Linked DNA regions of Mus musculus: region 1 is linked to region 2. The links are chromatin contacts, called in public promoter capture Hi-C maps. All regions are on one chromosome and are shown on one strand. Each heading gives the region's core, a stretch centred on a gene start, on an enhancer-like site or on the middle of the called end of the contact. The rest is flanking DNA. Distances are from core to core; before and after follow the strand shown. Region 1 has its middle 41 kb from the start of Enkur. Region 2 overlaps Arhgap21 (Rho GTPase activating protein 21).

The links. Capture Hi-C pulls out chosen DNA fragments and counts their contacts.
Region 1: a contact with region 2 is called in a promoter capture Hi-C map of adipose tissue. The contact joins two enhancer-like sites. A contact is called at or near these places in 1 of 484 Hi-C or Micro-C datasets (spermatogonial stem cells), 4 of 115 datasets of contacts at active chromatin or transcription factors (bone marrow-derived dendritic cells, embryonic stem cells, microglia and 1 more) and 2 of 9 other capture datasets (adipose tissue and liver).

Annotation. Positions count from the first base shown.
Region 1 is chr2:21,162,789-21,165,762 of GRCm38.p6, forward strand. No RefSeq gene overlaps it. Among named protein-coding and RNA genes, the nearest start is that of Enkur, 41 kb to the right of the region's middle. Within about 2 kb of position 1,628, at least 19 of the 459 cell types and tissues checked have an H3K27ac peak or open chromatin away from gene starts, as enhancers often do. A contact at or near this core is called in adipose tissue, where this site is marked.
Region 2 is chr2:20,911,569-20,914,933 of GRCm38.p6, forward strand. Arhgap21 (Rho GTPase activating protein 21) reads right to left here. Exons shown (of 24, transcript NM_001081364.3): 2 at 3,064-3,243; 3 at 709-733. Among named protein-coding and RNA genes, the nearest start is that of Arhgap21, 54 kb to the right of the region's middle. Within about 2 kb of position 1,268, at least 11 of the 459 cell types and tissues checked have an H3K27ac peak or open chromatin away from gene starts, as enhancers often do. A contact at or near this core is called in adipose tissue, where this site is marked.

The DNA.
Region 1 (2,974 bases), core at 378-2,877, 250 kb after region 2:
AAGTTCCAGTGCTGCTCCTGTCTTCATTCCTTCAGAGTGCTAGTGTCACAGGCTCACATGGGGCCACACCCTACTTTTTTTTAAAGATTTATTTATTATTATACATAAGTACACTGTAGCTGTCTTCAGACATACCAGAAGAGGGAATCAGATCTCATCACAGTTGGTTGTGAGCCACCATGTGGTTGCTGGGACTTGAACTCAGGACTTTTGGAAGAGCAGTCAGTGCTCTTACCTGCTGAGCCATCTCTCCAGCCCCACACCCTACTTTTTATGTAGGTGCTGGGGATTTGTACTTAGACCCTTATGCTGCTTCAGGCAGTGATGTCACTCACTGAGCCATTGTCCAGCCCTCAGCCCAATCTTTTTTTTTTTTAAATTAGGTATTTATTTCATTTACATTTTCAATGCTATCCCAAAAGTCTCCCACGCCCTCTCCCCCACTCTCCTCCCCCCCTACTCCCACTTCTTGGCCCTGGCTTTCCCCTGTACTGAGGCATATAAAGTTTACACCACCAATGGGCCTCTCTTCCCACTGATGGCCGACTAGGCCATCTTCCGCTACATATGCAGCTAGAGACACGAGCTCCAGGGGCTACTGGTTAGTTCATATTGTTGTTCCACCTATAGGGTTGCAGATCCCCCCAGCTCCTTGGGTACTTTCTCTAGCTCCTCCACTGGGGGCCCTGTTTTCCATCCAATAGCTGACTGTGAGCATCCACTTCTGTGTTTGCTAGGCCCCGGCATAGTCTCACAAGAGACAGCTATATCAGGGTCCTTTCAGCAAAATCTTGCTGGCATATGCAGTGGTGTCAGTGTTTGGAGGCTGATTATGGGATGGATCCCCGGGTATGGTAGTCTCTGGATGGTCCATCCTTTCGTCTCAGCTCCAAACTTTGTCTCTGTAACTCCTTCCATGGGTGTTTTGTTCCCAATTCTAAGAAGGGGCAAAGTAGCCACACTTTGGTCTTCATTCTTCTCGAGTTTCATGTGTTTCGCAAGTTGTATCTTATATCTTGAGTATTCTAAGTTTCTGGGCTAATATCCACTTATCAGTGAGTACATATTGTGTGAGTTCCTTTGTGATTGGGTTACCTCACTCAGGGTGATGCCCTCCAGGTCCGTCCACTTGCCTGGGAATTTCATGGACGCTCATGCTGTCTCTGTGGTTGTAGAGACTCTGGACCTTAGTGTCTGTCTGTAAATGATGTTGCTCAGGATATAATGCACACATCTCACAGTTCTTCCTGAACAGGTCTATCAAATAGCTACAGTATCTGTACATCTCTAGTAGTAAAACTGGAATTAAAATTCATGGGTAAAAGCAAGATAACGTGAGAAACAAAGCAATGATCCTTTAAATATCACAGGCTGTAATCTTAGTTTATTTATTTTGTTGCCTTAAGAAGGTTGTACCATATCACTTATAAAGGGACTAGCCCATGGAGACTATGAGTTTGAAGAGGAAAATAGAGAAGGCCTTTGTTTGCAAAAATCCAAGTGAGAGCAGTTTTTGAAACTGCTGCTTAAGTGGTGTCAATAGCTGTGAAGCTGCTGGCACGTGACCTTGGTCACGTGGAATGACAATTTAGGCCTTTATCCCTTCTTATCGTGAACATTCTTACACCATTCCCGAAGGATCTCTAAAGCTGTTCTAAGAAATGGTTGTATCATCCTAAGCTTGCATCTGCTCAGCTCTTGATTGCCTCAGGAAAAAAAAAAAAAAAAAAAAAACCCTACTCTTTTATAATGTTTTGCATAGCAACGTCCCAAACACAGCAAACACAATGCTGCTTGGAAAATACAGAGTCTGGGAGAAATACAGCTATGCAGAGACCGGGCGTATGTTCCCAGAAACCACTTGGGGACCAAGTAGCTACTCTTTCATGACAGCTGCAAAGGGCCGAATCACTCCAGGTTCTCATTTCCTGAAAGTCTTCCTTAGCAATTCTTACAAACAAAGTTTTATTTTATTCTGAAATCAAGTGAAAAAGATCTTTTTTTTTTTTAAAAAAATCAATGTTTATTGGAAGGCAAGAAGCCCTTTCAAGATGATGTGTACTCCCATAAGGATGGGCTGCATACTTCAGAAGTATAGTCAGTATATAAGTATACATGGGTCTAGAACAGTTTCTATAGAAACAAAATGTTCCTCCATTGAATGGAAAGATAATTGTTGTAGTAAATTTCCATACTGATGTCCAAGCTACACAAGTTGCTCATTAGTTGGGAGTCAAATTTATCTGATTATATATTCCAACACTTTCTGAAATAAGCTGGCGTTAGCTCTGAGGAGATGGCAAGATGCTTTCCTTCTCAAGGTTCAAACCAGAACTCACCTAACCCAGCACTAAAGACGCCTTGTGGTGTCTTATACAGTCCCAAGTTCCTGTCAACCCCATTCTCAGAGCACCCTCTCCACTAAACTGCATCAGAGGATGCTCCTACCATGGCTCATAGGACTTGCTCTGAAGAAGAGAGCAGGGCGCAATGTATTGCAGGCTTTGGGAACAAGTCAAGGCGTCAAATAGAGTTTCACTTTGGAAGGCTTCAGAGAGCTGGCTTTGAGCAAGGTGTTTCTGTGTTGGTTTTGTAGTTTTGAGGCAGGGTCTCATGATGTCGTCTGGCTTGAAATGTGTATTGATCCTCTTACATCGGCTTCCTAAATGCTAGGATCACAGATGTAGGATCACCATGCCCAACTTTGAGCAAAGTTTCCACTTCTCTTAAGATGTGCAGTCTCAGCTGAGCCTGGTAGCACAGGCCTGGAATCCCAGATACTTGGAAGGCTCATACTGGAAGGCCACATGTAGTGACAATTTTGGAATTTTGTTTTCTTTAAAAAAAGCAACAGAGAAATATTATAAGAACATGTTTTCATTTTAATCCCAGGTGCTTTAATCTGGGGCTGCTTCTCAGCAGATGGCTGTGATATGCTTCCGGCATTAGCAGAAAGACATTATTTTGCCAGATG
Region 2 (3,365 bases), core at 18-2,517:
CCTGGAGTTAGAAACACCAAGTACAGTTCTAAGCCACTGGATGTGGGTCCCAACTCAGGTTTTCCAGACGAACAGTAACTACTTTTAACTAGTGGGCCATCTCTCCAACATCAGAAATAAATGTTTTTATGAATTTATTTTTCTCCCCCTCCCCCCCCCACCGAGACAGGGTTTCTCTGTATAGTCCTGGATGTCCTGGAACTCACTCTGCAGATCAGGCTGGCCTCAAACTCAGAAATCCACCTGCCTCTCTGCCTCCCGAGATTAAAGGCATGTGCCACCTCTGCCCGGCTGATTTATTTTATTATAATATAAACTTCAACTCATTAAAGTTGTCTGAACACCTCATGATCTTCCTTAAGTACATTTAAGAGTGAGATTAGAAACAAGAAGAACCAAAGCCACCTTGATACAACAGGCTCCTTCCCTGAAAGGGCCACTAAGTTTACAAAGGTCCTGACATAAAATCCTTAGTGTCTTTAAAAGTACAGTGCATATATCAGGAAAGCATTAGTGTTCATAGCAATCAAGTGATAGAATTCACAAAGCTCTGAAGTGACAGCAAGGGATATTTTAACCCCTATGATTTGAATACCTACAAACTGCTCTACACTTGGCCTTGAGAAGATCACCCCAGCTGCTACCACCTCCACACAGTGCGATGCACAGGAGCGTTTGGAGAAAAGGTGGTGGGGTTTAATGGCTTACCTCCTCTGTTTCCATTCTCTTCATCCTGCAAAATAAAACCACAAATTATTAACATATAATAAATACCAACTAGAATCTTACAGCAGCACCGTTGTCAGAAGGGTGGAACGTTCCCAAGAAAGAAAGGCTGTGAGTGAAGCCGAGTGCGGGAAGGAAATCCGCAGTTACCAATCTGAAATGCTATGTGTGGAAATTCCTAACTGCACTATTTAGGTGGAGGCACAAAACAAGCAGTTGGTTTGCTATTTACTGTAGTGCAGTGACCATCTGGGCTGAGCTTTTCTGGGCTATGACAGGTTGAAGAGCTAACCGCTGCATATTAAGTTCTTGTACTCAACTGGAACTTCATCTGTTTGGCATCTTTAGGTCCTTCTTCCATGCTGCCTATGTTGAGAAATCAGTAAGGCAACTTTAAAAAAAAAATAGTATGAAAACACACACAAGGCGAGCATTTGTTGAGCCTTGACCAAAAAAAAGGCTACCATGCACTACAGAAATGAAAATGGAGCTTTGGCTGAAGGCTGGTAATTTATTACATAACTCTTGACCTTTATTTTGGCTGCCCAAATGTTGTTTTTCTTCTTCTGGTTATAAGCTCAGTTCTGAGACTAATCGTTGCCAGCTAAGTGACATAATAGAGACATTGTTGCTATCAATCGTACACTTTCTAAAAACTATAAAACACTAAAAATGGTTTTAAGTTCTTTGGTGGCTGCGGTGTTATAGCTCGGCAGTACAGTTCTAACCTAGCAAGTGTGATGTGTAAAGCCCCAGGTCTACTACACACAAACCACACACACACACACACACACACACACACACACACACACACACACACAGTCTTTGAGTGAATTAATAAAATTTCACAATTATCTGCAGGAGTATCTATCCCAAACCACAGTATCACAGCTATGCTGAGTGTTACTGTCCTCAGGTCCCATTCCAAATGTTTCCTGGGAGCAAGGCACTGCTGTTGTATGACTAGTGATGTGCTCAAGGTCACAAAGTTATTGAAAGCCAGACAGGGACTACAGGGAATAGACTCAAACTCTGCGGGCTCCACAAATGCTTTCTAATACAGATATATTTTTTTAACATGTATTGAGCAAATTATTTTATATTTTTATTATTATTTTACTTATATGAGTACACTGTAGCTGTTTTCAGACACACCAAAAGAGAGCATAGGATCCCATCACAGATGGTTGTGAGCCAAAATGTTGTTGCTGGGAATCGAACTCAGGATCTCTGAAAGATCAGTCAGTGCTCTTAACGGCTGAGCCATCTCTCCAGCCCTAGTAAATTATTTTACAGATACCATATTATCTATATGCTCTTTGTGATCTGAACTAAACAGACAAAAATTACCCAGTTCTAATGTGTATCTAGCAACTATGAAATATTATCAGAGCTTTTAAGATCAATAGATTCTTAAAATAGTTAAGACTGTAGCTGTACAGACATTTTAGCAAACCTGACTGGTAAATTTTAATTCCAATGGGAGTAACTATTCATAACCTTTAAAAATATTCAGTGCCTTTAAAAGGTTATCCTACAATACATTTTCCTAGAAAGAGAAGGCATTTAGGGAAAAAGAAGTGAAGACCAGGCATGGTGACATGCCTTTAATTACAGCTCTCTGGAGACAAAAGGCAAGCAGATCTCTGTGAGTTTAAGGCCAGCCCAAGCTTCCCACAGTGAGCCTACATCTCAAAAACTAAATAGATGAAGGATTCAACTGTGATCTGTAGATACAACTGGATAATATCGTTACATCTCTTTAATCTATATACTAGCCAAGTTCAAATCCCAGGTCTACGCTGCTCATTCAGTTTTCATGTCTGCTGCATGGGGCTAATTGCACTTCTCCCTACCACTGCTGTGGACAGAGTGGTAGAAAAGAGGAGTGGTTCTATGTCAACTGCGGCTAGAATCATCACACACTGACCCTTTTCAGACAGGCATGCTACCTAGTGAAGTATATTCAGACCTTCTACTCTGATCTGCCATGTTTTAAAATTCTGACTTACTGTAAGTCCTATGATACATGTGAAAGTTAGCAAATTCCTATTCTTATTAATTTTCTGTAACCAGCAGCATATTTTAACCAACTATTTCCATGGTCTGCTCAGAGAATAAATACAGAATCTTTCTAAATAGTAGGGAAAGTTACACATCACAAAAAGTGAAGCCTACAAATCACTGAAAAACAGACAAATTAAAGTTTTTGTTATAGGTTAAAATTTCCATAAAAATGATTTAAATGCAAATATACCACTTATTTTAAGATAGAAAAGAGGAAAGGAGGGAAGCTGAGAAGGAGAAGAGGCCCAGAAGAGATGGGAATTCTCTCACCTTATATGAAAACTGGATTGCAGACTCTGGGGGATAAACGATGAAGTGTCGTAATGTGAAACCAAACCCTTGAGATGTTCTCTTCAGCATGACTGTTTTGGGACCTGGCCAGGAGAATGGCTCATCTTCAGACGGTGACACAGGTTCACCTTGGTCTTTTCCATCTTTGTTTTTTGACACCTAAAGTGCAAAGACGTTAACACTTAGCTACAGAACGCAACATACTTCATTTTGAAAAAAATACATACAAACATGATACCTGAGTATAAATATGAACTTAGTGGACAGGATGTATATTTGTT